Regions from separate parts of the Mus musculus genome. Here all the other regions are linked to region 1. A link is a contact called in public HiChIP or PLAC-seq and promoter capture Hi-C data. All regions are on one chromosome and are shown on one strand. The core of a region is the stretch at or near the end of the contact, and the rest is flanking DNA. Distances in the headings are between cores, read along the strand shown.

Evidence for each region. HiChIP or PLAC-seq counts read pairs in DNA pulled down with a chosen protein or histone mark. Capture Hi-C pulls out chosen DNA fragments and counts their contacts.
Region 2: a promoter capture Hi-C map of liver shows a contact between it and region 1. The contact joins the promoter of Traf1 here to the promoter of Gapvd1 in region 1. A contact is called at or near these places in 4 of 484 Hi-C or Micro-C datasets (B cells, CD4 T cells, Th1 cells and 1 more), 4 of 115 datasets of contacts at active chromatin or transcription factors (bone marrow-derived macrophages, memory CD8 T cells, pancreatic cancer cells and 1 more) and 3 of 9 other capture datasets (adipose tissue, liver and pancreatic islet).
Region 3: an H3K4me3 HiChIP or PLAC-seq map of embryonic stem cells shows a contact between it and region 1, with 5 times the contacts expected there. The contact joins the enhancer-like site here to the promoter of Gapvd1 in region 1. A contact is called at or near these places in 4 of 115 datasets of contacts at active chromatin or transcription factors (effector CD8 T cells, embryonic stem cells, memory CD8 T cells and 1 more) and 3 of 9 other capture datasets (adipose tissue, liver and pancreatic islet).
Region 4: a promoter capture Hi-C map of adipose tissue shows a contact between it and region 1. The contact joins the promoter of Phf19 here to the promoter of Gapvd1 in region 1. A contact is called at or near these places in 7 of 39 promoter capture datasets (the C10 cell line, embryonic stem cells, fetal liver and 4 more), 2 of 484 Hi-C or Micro-C datasets (cardiomyocytes and muscle stem cells), 4 of 115 datasets of contacts at active chromatin or transcription factors (bone marrow-derived macrophages, effector CD8 T cells, extraembryonic endoderm stem cells and 1 more) and 3 of 9 other capture datasets (adipose tissue, liver and pancreatic islet).

Annotation. Positions count from the first base shown.
Region 1 is chr2:34,753,837-34,756,586 of GRCm38.p6, forward strand. It overlaps Gapvd1 (GTPase activating protein and VPS9 domains 1), which reads right to left and starts at 1,396. Exons shown (of 27, transcript NM_001356441.1): 1 at 1,142-1,396; 2 at 430-723.
Region 2 is chr2:34,960,439-34,963,188 of GRCm38.p6, forward strand. It overlaps Traf1 (TNF receptor-associated factor 1), which reads right to left and starts at 1,334. Exons shown (of 10, transcript NM_001326601.1): 1 at 1,086-1,334. It overlaps Gm52552 (a long non-coding RNA gene), which reads left to right. Exons shown (of 3, transcript XR_003954034.1): 2 at 932-1,034. It overlaps Gm46733 (a long non-coding RNA gene), which reads left to right and starts at 2,265. Exons shown (of 2, transcript XR_001783275.1): 1 at 2,265-2,643; 2 at 2,750.
Region 3 is chr2:34,943,590-34,946,339 of GRCm38.p6, forward strand. Traf1 (TNF receptor-associated factor 1) reads right to left here. Exons shown (of 10, transcript NM_001326601.1): 9 at 1,809-1,957; 10 at 1-502. The coding sequence ends at 284. Among named protein-coding and RNA genes, the nearest start is that of Gm52552, 6.3 kb to the right of the region's middle. Within about 2 kb of position 1,387, at least 98 of the 459 cell types and tissues checked have an H3K27ac peak or open chromatin away from gene starts, as enhancers often do. A contact at or near this core is called in adipose tissue, effector CD8 T cells and embryonic stem cells, where this site is marked.
Region 4 is chr2:34,912,635-34,915,384 of GRCm38.p6, forward strand. It overlaps Phf19 (PHD finger protein 19), which reads right to left and starts at 1,342. Exons shown (of 15, transcript NM_028716.4): 1 at 1,307-1,342.

The DNA of each region.
Region 1 (2,750 bases), core at 146-2,645:
AGCAGCAAGTGCACAGACGCCAAGCCCGGCGCGCGTTTGCGGGTGCACGGCGTCCCCAGCCCGGAGCGTCCGGCGCGTCCCTGGCGGCGCTCCCAAGCCATTCGGTCCGCTCCTGGCCTCCCGGGCTCGGCTGCCCACCTGCCCCGGACGCCCACAGAGGCGACCCGCGCTACTGCGCCCCTTCCCGCCCCGTCGCGCTCCCACCCCATCCCCCCCATGCGCCCTGTGTCCCCGCCGCCTCAGGCAGGCTGCCGGAACCCGCACGCCGCCACCCCTCTCGCGGGGCCCGGCCGCGCGGCTTCCCACCCGAGCGACGCCGGGCACGGGGCAGGCCCGGGGCCCGGGGCGGGGCGGCCGTCAGGCGCGGGCTGCGGTGCTAGGCCAGACGGCGGGGCACGCGGTGCGGACCGGCCGGGGACGCGCACTCACCGGTGAGGTCATGCGGAGGACGGCGCCCAGGTCCTCGCTGGACTGCCTCTCGGCCTCGGAGCCGTCGCCCTCGCTGCGAACTGCCACCGCCGCCCAGCCGCCGCCACAGATCGCCAGTCGGTTTCCCTGCCTCCTGCGGCGGCGCTGCCCCCTCAGCAGTGCGCGTGCGCGGCGCCGCGGGGGCCCCTGGGATCGGTGGTCCGGACCACGGCCGCCCTTCCGCTCCCGGTCGCGAACCGCCTTGCCAGGACCTGTACGCCGATCCTCCGCCCTCACGTCTCCGTGTACCTGGTGCTAGAGAAGACGGGTGGAAGAAAAATGACACTCCTCTCTTGCTCGGAACATCATCCAATAGCCAGCCTCTCTCTCTCTCTCTCTCTCTCTCTCTCTCTCTCTCTCTCCTCTCTCTCTCTCTCTCTCTCTCTCTCTCTCTCTCTCTCTCTCTCTCGCTCTTCCCCTTTCACTTAAAAGCTATGCCAATTGGACGGTATCTTCATTTTTAACTTATAAATATAATTTCCCACTTCTCGTTTTGTCGATTTTTATTGTAACTGTGTTATTTAAAAATAACATTACATTAAATAAACTGTAAACTGTGTTACATTAAATAGGCTTAGGTCGGTTTTGTTTTTTCAAAAAAAAAAAAAAAATGAAAGGACGCGTCAAGTTAGCAGAAGTGAACAGTCCCAGAAACCTTAGAGCTAGAACATACCTTAAAGGTCATCGGTGCAGCTCCCACCCAAGCAGGAATGGCCTCCACGTCTCACTTCTGTTTCGGATGTTCCAGTATCAGCTCACTACCTCTCAGGAGTACAGCCTGCTCCTCTCTGTTGCACAGCTCTAAATGTTAGAAAGTTCTGCCTTCTGCTGAGCTGAAATCTGCTTCCCTTGTCTTTCCTCCCTTTGCAGGTAGTTATTCTGCCTGGAAGCAAGGAGAATTGGTTCCCACTTGACAGCCCTTTAAAATATTGAAGACAATGAATATATCCTGCAACACCACGAGTCTCATGCTCCGCCCCCAAGGTGGGGGGAGGGGGAAGTGAAAACTCATCTTCCCAACTATTCAAACATAAATCAGATCCCAGACAGCTTTCCACCCGTCTTCCATACACCTCCTTTAAAAATCATCAGAATTGAACTAGCATGGTAGCTCTCACCTGTAATCTAAAACCTTTGGGAGGCTGAAGCAAATGTCTCAGAATTAGACAAAAGTTTAAACCAGCCTGAGCTACACAGGATGTCTAGACCAGCGGGAGCTATCCTTTGAGACCCTGCCTCAAAAGGAAATTCTTTTGTCACAATTTGCTTCCTATTTGCTACTTTGTTACAATAGCATTGTGGGTATCAAGTAAAATGTCTTTGGTACCATGTTGCCATTCAACAGAGTTCAATTAAAGATTATCAGTCGGGTCTGTTACATTGTACAAAGCACCAACCAGATGAAAAAGCAAGTGGATACAATTTACAATATAAAGTGGAGAGTATCTCCCATAGATTGAGTTTTGTAACAATAAACTAAATTACAAAGTGCTATGAAGAATTACAAAGTGTTATGAGATTCCAGAGAAAGAGACCATATTGAATTAAGAAATCAAGACCTAGGCTGAGTTTTGTGGCCCATGACTTTAATCCCAGCAGTTGGAAGGCAAAATCAGACCAATCTCAGAGTTCCAGGATAACCAGGATTATACAGAGCCCCTGTCTCAAAAGGCCAAAGAAGAAAAGAAAGAAAGGAAAAGAGATTTGGCTGTGACTAGATTCCAAGGTAGATGAGTCAGGATCCCAGCACTCAAGAGGCAAAAACAGGCAGGCGGAGGCAAAAACAGGCAGGCAGATCTCAAGGCTAGCCTAGTCTACAGAGCAAGTTCCAGGACAGTGCTACACAGAGAAATCTTGTTTAAAAAAAAAAAAAAAAAAAAAAAGGAAAAGAAAAAGAAAAAGAAAAAGAAAAAAAATCCAGAAAAAGAGAGGGGGAGGATATAAAATTTGTAGACTGCATAAGGGAAAACCCCCTTGAACAGAAGATTGTGTTCAAAGGCTCCAGAGCTCCAGAGCACAAAATCCACCTGCCTCTGCCTCCCAAGTGCTGGGATTAAAGGCTTGTGCCACCACTGCCCAGCTTGAAGAAAGGCTTTCAAAGACACAAAAGGAAACCTTCAAGTAAAGGCATTTGCCACCAAACCGAACCACCAGAGTTTGACACCAAACACCCCACATAGGGGAGGAAGGATAAATGACTCCTGCAATATTTTCTGACCACCACTGTGGCAAAAACTTGCCCCCCATAAACAAACAAACAAACACACAAATAAATTGTGTGA
Region 2 (2,750 bases), core at 84-2,583, 210 kb after region 1:
CCTTCTGGATCCTTTTCTCTTGTCCTAGACGGGCGCCCCCCCCCCCCCACTCCAGCTCATCTCCCAGCTCCTGCTACCAGCATTAGAATACTCCCACACGGCTGTGGGCTAAGACAACAGGCACTGCTGCTCTGGTGCTACCTGTAAAGTGGTTTGTTTTTCTCAGTACTGGGATCAGACCCAAGGCTGCGTACAAGTGCTTGCTAACCAAGCCACAGTTCCAGCCTCGTTTTAAGTACTTTAACAAACATTTTGTCAATATTTCCCTCCAGTCTTTGGAGACCCTCCCCTACTCTATAGCCCAGGGGTCCAAGGCACAGATAAATTGAGTGACTTGCTCAAGACCTTAAAGCTAGAGAGGCAGGAAGGACTGAGACCAGACCTGTGCTTTAAAATGAGCTTGGCAATTATCCCAAATTCTTCTCCCATATCCACTCTCTCTTCTCACACTGCAATACAAAGTTTAAAGAAGATTGTCAGCACAGCTGCTGAAACTCCAGGGAATCTACTCAGCCCTGTCATAAGCCCACACACTGTCAAATGCTCCGGGCCTGCCCTAATTTCAGTCCCATCAGAAGCAGGCCAGTGGACTTCTAGCCTTCCTTTCTATGACAGCACTTTCCTTCACACCCTTCAGAGTTATTTTTTACACTGCGGTGGCTTTTTACAGGTCTCTTTCACCGCCTTCTCACCTCCATCTTCCTTAGTCTCATCTCCATGGCTCCCAGAATGGACAATCTATCTGCTGAACAGAGGCGTCTCATCCTCCTTCTAGTCTTTGGGGACCCACCTGGGCCACACCCCACACTTTGGAACATCTCGGTGACAGTGTCCAGATTGGGATCCCATGGCCTACATGCTGCCTTTAGCCTGGACATGCTGTCTAGTCGCCTACCTATGAATTCCTGCCTACCTGCCCCCTTTCCTTCAGCAGGTGATGTCCCCTGCCACATCAGAACGAGCTCAGAGCTGAGGGCAGAACCGAAGTGACAGCTTAAGGACCAGAGCACCGCTCAGGAAGGGAGAGAGGCTGAGTATGGTCGCACTTGGGGACCCTGGGGACCCGCGGGGGACGGGCAACCAACCTGTGCGCCGCCTTCTGCTCGCACCGGGCGGTAGCGTCCTTGGGGCAGAGAACCGGGCTGGGCTGGCGGAAGCCAAGGGAAGCTGGGCTGGGCAGGCGGGTGGGACTGAGCTGGGCTGGCTTCGGAGGCTGGCCGGGGGGCGGGCTGATCGCTCCTCCCTCAAGGAAACAGAACTGGAGTGCTTCTGTTGGGGTCCTGGTGCTAGCTGACTCCTAGCATTCCATCAGTGGCTGCACTCCTGAGATACTCAGCACACACACAAACAACATTGAGCTCCAGCCTGAAGTGCCGCAAGGCAAGAGTGGAAAAACAGCAAGCTTTACCACAGTGGATTCTTGTTAAGAGCCCAGCACCCGGTAAACTCTGCCAATCTCTGTGAACAATGCAGATGGCAGTGTGATAGTGCAGTGCTCTTGGCATTGGGCGCTAAAGAAACTGGGTGAAGCAGGGAAGTGGTTGTGCTTTTTAAGCTAAACACACGCAGCATTTGATACACACACACACACACACACACACACACACACACTCACTCACTCTTACTCCAAAGAGTTAGGGAACTTAGTGTCAGGATATAAGTTTAGTTTAAAAGATTAAAAAACCAACCAACCAACTGGTGTAATTTTTGCAAACCAGCAATCTCACAAGGGTGCCGTCTGTCCGCAGATGTCCGCTGGCTCCTGGTCAGATGGTCAGTGTTTCTTTATCTGGTTAATTTGGCTTGGGCTCCTTACTTGATTTCTAACTGATTGATTTGTTTGTTTTGAGACAAGGTCTTCCCGTGTAGCCCTGAAGACTCCAAACTGTAAGCCATGCTCCTGCCTCAGCTTCCCAAGCACAGGACCTACTTGGTTGGGCTTTTGTTTGGATGAGGGAGGTGTGTATGTCTCCCTCCCATAGCAGGTCTGCTGTTGGCTTCAGGTTTCTAGCAGGCAGGTGATACTGCATCTGGGTGGCTGGTGGAATAAAGACTTCTGGGGCTTGACTTGGAAAGGGGATGTCTGCCTGAAGGCAAGTGTTGTGTCTCAGGAACACGAAATACAACCTCTGTGATTTGTGCAAGCATGGTCAGAGGTGACCTCTAAGGATCTTCCATTCATCTGCTTTTATTTTATTTTATTTTATTTTATTTTATTTTATTTTTTGAGACAGGGTCTTGCTATGTAGTCTAGGCTGGCTTAGAATTGGTAAGCCTCCTGCCTCAGTTTCTCAAGTGCTAGGATCACAGGCATATGCCACTCAGCCCGCTGTGGGCCTTTGAATTCTAACAGTAACGGAGTCTACGAGCTCCCTGTGTCTCTGACATTAAAAGTCACTGGTTCTTTCTTAGTTTTTGGTTGTGACCCTAGCTTTAATGGCTGATCTACCTCTTGCACATAAAAGTCGCCGATTCTCAAGTGCAATTGGTGAAGTGACATTTCTCAAGTGTGGACGTTGTAAGATCCCCTCTCTGGTCTCACCTTTCTGGGACCACCCCTCTTTCCTCTCTGCCCTAGGGTAAAGAAAAAAGAGCAGGCAGTCTGACCTCACACTTCACGCGCCACATCCTGTTTTCAGATGAGTGAGTTCATATGCTGGAAATTTACCAAGGGAAATAGTTTAATTTCGGAAAGTACCCAAAACTCATCTGTAGTCACCCGGCTTAAATTTGGGGGCTCTTGAAACAGA
Region 3 (2,750 bases), core at 137-2,636, 190 kb after region 1:
GGCTGGTCTCAACATTCAGAAGCTGCTGGCATGCTGGCCTCCTGGTGTCGTGTAGTCTGTGTGAAAAGAGCACTTCTGTCTTCTCCTCCACTCTGTCTCTGTACGCACACGTTTCTCCAGCCTCACATCAGCCATAACCAGCATGCTGTGGCGCTGAAGTCATGCCAGCCTTGGCTCCTCCTTGTCGTGGGCTGTGGGCTCCAAGGGCAGGCAGGGCCTGGCTGTCTAGCTAAGTCCCCCAGTCTAAGCTGGTTCTGTCAGGAGACACCCCCTCCCCCCATCCCTAAGCACTAGTGTCCACAATGCATTTGAGGAACATTGTGTCATCTTTGACGTAGGCGTGCTTGGGTGACTGCAGCTTGCTGAGGGGGAAGAAGAGCGGGCAGCCGCTGGCCACGTTGGTCTCACTCTGTGGCCGCTGGAAGGAGGCTGAGCTCAGGTCAGGCCGGAAGGCATCAATAGCATGCTCTCGGTTGTTCTGGTCAAGTAGCATAAAGGTGACCTGTAGGGTAGAGGCAGGTAGATGGTCAGGCTTCAGAGGACGGCACTCTCCCTCATGGAAGGCCAGTGTTTGGGGTCAGAGGGGCTGCATGCACACTGCTTGGGCTGTGCCTCTGACCCTTAGTTTACACGGAGTGGAGGCGGCAGTGTCAGGACTTCACATCTGTGCGTGGGAGTGGGAGGAACATCTGGTACTGTGGCAGCTTCAGGCTTTACCCTTCACTGGCCCACACAGCAGGAAGGCAGTGGAAATTCTGTGTGTGTGTGCATGTGTGTATACGTGTGTGTGTGTGTGTGTGTGTGTGTGTGTGTGTGTATAAACAGAGGTCACCATTTAGGTGTCTTCCTTAATTGCTTTCCTTATTTATTTAGATTTGGAGATAACTGGTTAATTAATGTATGCTGACTGTCTAGCAAGCTCCACAGGTCCTCATGTCCCCTCCTTCTCAGTTCTGGGATGGCAGGTGCCTGTACTTGATTTTTTTTTTTTTTTTTTTTTTTGGAGACAGGGTTTCTCTGTATAGCCCTGGCTGTCCTGGAACTCACTTTGTAGACCAGGCTGGCCTCGAACTCAGAAATCTGCCTGCCTCTGCCTCCCGAATGCTGGGATTAAAGGCGTGCACCACCACGCCCGGCTCTGTACTTGATTTTTGATGTGGATTCTGGGGAACTGGACTCATCATTTGAGCCCTCTCCCTAGGCCAACAGCAGTGGGGATTCTGATGTCATAGTTACATTGGCAGCTGAGACTAAGATGTACTGACAAGAAGGCTGGACACAGGCACCTAGCCTTGGCTTCTGACTCAGAAACTCGAGCTGGGACCTCCCTCCACTCTGCAGAGAAACCTACTTCCGCTGGGGGCGGGGCTTCTGTCAAGTCTTGGGACTTCCGCAGAGCTGAGCGTCTTTACCCAGAGCAGACCACTTAACCTCCCTGAGAAGTGGATCACCTAAGCACGACGCAAACTCTGCCCTGGCACAAGCCCTTGAATATACCCCAGGAAACACTGCTTCTCACTATCCACTGAGGCTGTTTTTAAACTTGCTGGCACCGGAATTCCTGGGGAGGGCTTTAGATAGGCTAGCGCTTGTTTAATCTCTCCTCGGGATGCCCTGTTCCAGAAACAGCAGCTCCTGCTCAGAGGGTTGGGGGAGTCCTGGCTGCGGGATTTGCATTCGGCTTCATTTTATAGAAGGAAATGGATTAAAGTAACTAAAGGAGGCTTGCCCAGGTCTTCAAGTCCATGGCTAAAGTCAGCAGGGCCCACGTTACCATGCCGTCCCCTCAAACCATCTTCTCCCCATACCTTGTTCCTGAAAGGCCAGGGCAGGAGAGCATCGTATTCTCCTCTCATGATCACGATGAAGAGGGACAGGTGGGTCTTCTTGCCTGAGCCATCCCCGTTCAGGTACAAGCGCAGGCACAACTTGTAACCATACTTGGCAGTGTAGAAAGCTGCAAGGTGAAGCCAGTGTCAGTACAGGGCAGCAGGGCGGCACTGGGCAGTGAGGATGAGGGGGTGGGGTTCAGCAGGAACCCTGAGGATATCGGGGTTTGGGGCCCAGCCCTCTTCTCTAGGAAAGTGCTGAGGTAGGTCATGCTCTAATTGCCTAGCCCTGGGGCTGGCACCTGCCCTTCTGATCACAGGGAAGGCCCCATATTTGACAGTGCTGACTCAGCAGTGGGGGTGAGCTAGCATTTGTGGTTTTAATTCTTCCATGGGGTGCCTTGAGGCTTGCCTCCCAGTTACACTTGGGAGCTACCATTTTAACGAACCATCAAATAGCTAGAGACTGAGGAAGTGGCTGGGTATTGTTTTATGACCCAGAACAGAATTCGGGTTAAGGCCCAGGCCTACCAAATCTTGGCATTGAGTCTTCTCTGTTACCCAAAGGTTGGGCCCTCCCTGGAGGCTGGTATGAGAAGGGTACTTTTTGGTTTTGCTAAAAATCCTTAGGAATGGCTCCAAGAGGCAAGACATCGCCAGTGACCAAGCCTGGGGTCCTATGGAGCTCTTTCCCTGATGGCACATTCTTGGGAAGGGCTCTGCACAGCTCTAAGCAGCCCCTGCTGGGGACCCCACCTCTTTGGCTTCAGTTTATTTTTATGTAAAATGAGGCTGGGAGGACAAGCACTTGGCAAGGCTCTCAAAGGTCACATTCAGGGATGGCAAGGTCCTACCAAGTCACTACTCTGTAAAATCATTGTTTTGAGCAAGGGACCCAGAAACAAAGAGCCACCCATTTAC
Region 4 (2,750 bases), core at 92-2,591, 160 kb after region 1:
ACACCCAGCTTCCCTCCAGGAATCTTCCAGAAGGTTTGTGGCTTCCCAAACCTTCAGGAGTGGCCAGCATTATTGCTTTCTCCCCTCCGGGGGGCTCACCTGGCATCACATTCCTCCACATACATACACTCTAAGGTCAAACACAGCTTGCCGTGTGTGGGGATGGTGGGGGCGCTCCTGCTCAGGGTCTCTCCCTCTGCCTAGGTGTTGGGCACCTGGTGCCCTGCCAGCCCACAAGAAGACAGCTCTGGGTGTGTTTCCATGTGAGTGCCTCTTCAGAGAAGGTTAGTCTGGCAATGTGCTAGTCCTATACGTAAAACTAAATACACGTGGACATATGAGGGGCCTGGGGCGGCAGGGCATAGTCAGGGTCTTGGGTCTCCCGATGATGGGAGTAAAGCTCCTCTTGCCTTCTCTCCCTCCTGTCTTTTATTCCAGGGCAGAGGCACAAGCACCAGGTGTGGGCTGTAGTCAGAACTTTTGCCCTCTTCCCTGGCACTTGGCTCTTTGGGAGCTGGGAGGTCCCTGCTTGCTTGGGCCTGGAGTACCGCAGGGCCGGCCGGCCTCAGCAGGTTCACAAACTGACATTTCCTCCCCCACTGAGCTTTTGGGGGCAAGCCGGGTCGCTGCGCCCCCGAGGCCGTGCTGGGCCCCCGGGTGGTGGCCCCCCCATCCCGCCTCCATCCTCCTGGAGAGGGCCCCCGAGGGCTGTGATTGGCTGATTCAAACCCATCGGCACAGAAATGCTTGTTTGCGGGTTCCCGTCGGAGTCCAGTTCAAATCCGCGGCACTGGGCGCGCGGGGCCGGGCGGGGGCAGGAAGCGCGCATGATTCATGCGCCGAGGCCTCTCCAGGGCGGCCGTTGGCTTTTTAAAAGGGTGTTCAGGGGGGAGGATAGCTTGCAGAAAGTGTCCCCTTCAGCTTCAGGCACTCCTTTCCTCAGTTGCTCTAATTGCAAACTTTCTCCCGCTCCCAGCCGATCGTGCCTTACTTTGGACGTGAGCAAAATCCCAAATGTCCTGCCTATCCTCCTCTCCATAGCTTTAAATGGAAAAGAAAAGGCACACGGCCACAAACGGAGACCTGTCACCCACACCCTGGCCAGCGTTGGGATTGTGGCTGGGACTCCCGCTGCCCTGAGGGTACCGCTCGGGCTCCATCTCTATCCCCATCCCACAAGCGCGCAGCCTCCAGCCCCCGCCCGGGGATCCTAGGGCTCAATCTAGGTTTCTAGGAGAGGGGTCGTGTGCAGGGATTAAAGCGTGAAACGCGGACACTCCCGGGGCGCCCGCAGCGCGGGACTTACCGCGAGGCAGCGCGTCAGCCGGTCCCACTTGGAGTCTGGCCACCAGGCACATCGGCGGCGGCGGTGCGCTCGGCCCAGGGCTGCCTGGCCGAGTGTCCGCCCCTGGGGCCGGGGTAGGGGTCTCGGCGGGGGCGGGGCGGGGCGGGGGCGCCGCGGGGAGGAGGGGACGCGGGGAGGGAGGGGCCGGTGAGCTCAGGAAGGGGCCCCCCGGGCGCGGGGCGCCATCTTTTTCGCGTTTTCCCGCGAATTATTGACGTCCCCGCTTATGTAATTAGCAGGGGCCGCACCGGCTTTGCCATTGGAGCCCGCGGCTGGCGGGGCCCCGCAGCGTCTCCCGGGGCCGCCCCCGCGCAGCGAGTCCAGCGGGCACACGCGGAAACACAGCTGTACAGAACCACGGCTGGGCGAGCGTACGCACACCACACGCACACAGCTACTACACCCAGACCCTTCACGACCCGGGTTGGTCTCCCAGCACCTTGATCTTACAGAACCAACATTCCACACTACTCCTTGGAGACCAGGAAAAGCCTAAGAGAATCAGACACAGGACACACACCACATATATATGTGTGCCATAAGTCACAACACTCAAATGACACTGCCCTCAGCATAGACTCCCGCGAAACCACGTGCAAGGCATACACAAGTCAGCAACATAGAGCCCCGACACAGTGACCACAAGACCCACTCGAGTATGCCAGTCACGCACTGTAGAGTTAACAGTGTAAAAGAGATAGTCACACAGACCATGTGCACAAACACGGCAAATATGAAAAGGGCAAGCTTAAGACAGATCTTGTGGATAGGGCTCCAATCAGATAAGATCTCCCTCCAGGAGAAAAAAACCAGAGTGTCCTGAACCAGACGCACTCTTGGCGCCAGAGCTTGAGATAGTGTCGGTCAACACCCCCTACCTGCATCCCTGCTTTCAATCTGGACTGCCCACTGCACCTGCTCGAATGGCTCCCTGCAGACACACCCTGCTGGGATGAGTGCATTCCTGGTGTGCTCTTTCCTCCTAGAGCCTTCCCTGTTCATTTTTCAGGGTTCACATTGGCCCTCTGCTCCCTGGGGTGTGGGCAGTCTGGCCTGCAGCTCCTGTCTGCCCCCTCAGTTTGAGATACAGGAGTCCTCTTCCACATGCCCACATTCCCCTTTACTTCTGGGTCTTACTGCTCCTCCTGAGGATTTGACCCACAGCAGAATCTGGCTGAGCCTGGAAAGGAAGTTGGTAGCAGCCCCACCAGACAGGCTCTTCCAGCCCAGGAAGGCATAGCTGCACACCACTTTCTGCAGAGATAACCCTTCTCTGTACAGGAAGCTCTGTCATGAGCCTCTAGGCTGGCCAGAGGCACCTTTAGGATTCCAGGGACAGAGACAACAGAGCAAGCCTGGCTTTGTAACTCACAGGCTGGCGCCACCTATTCCTGGATGTGAGATT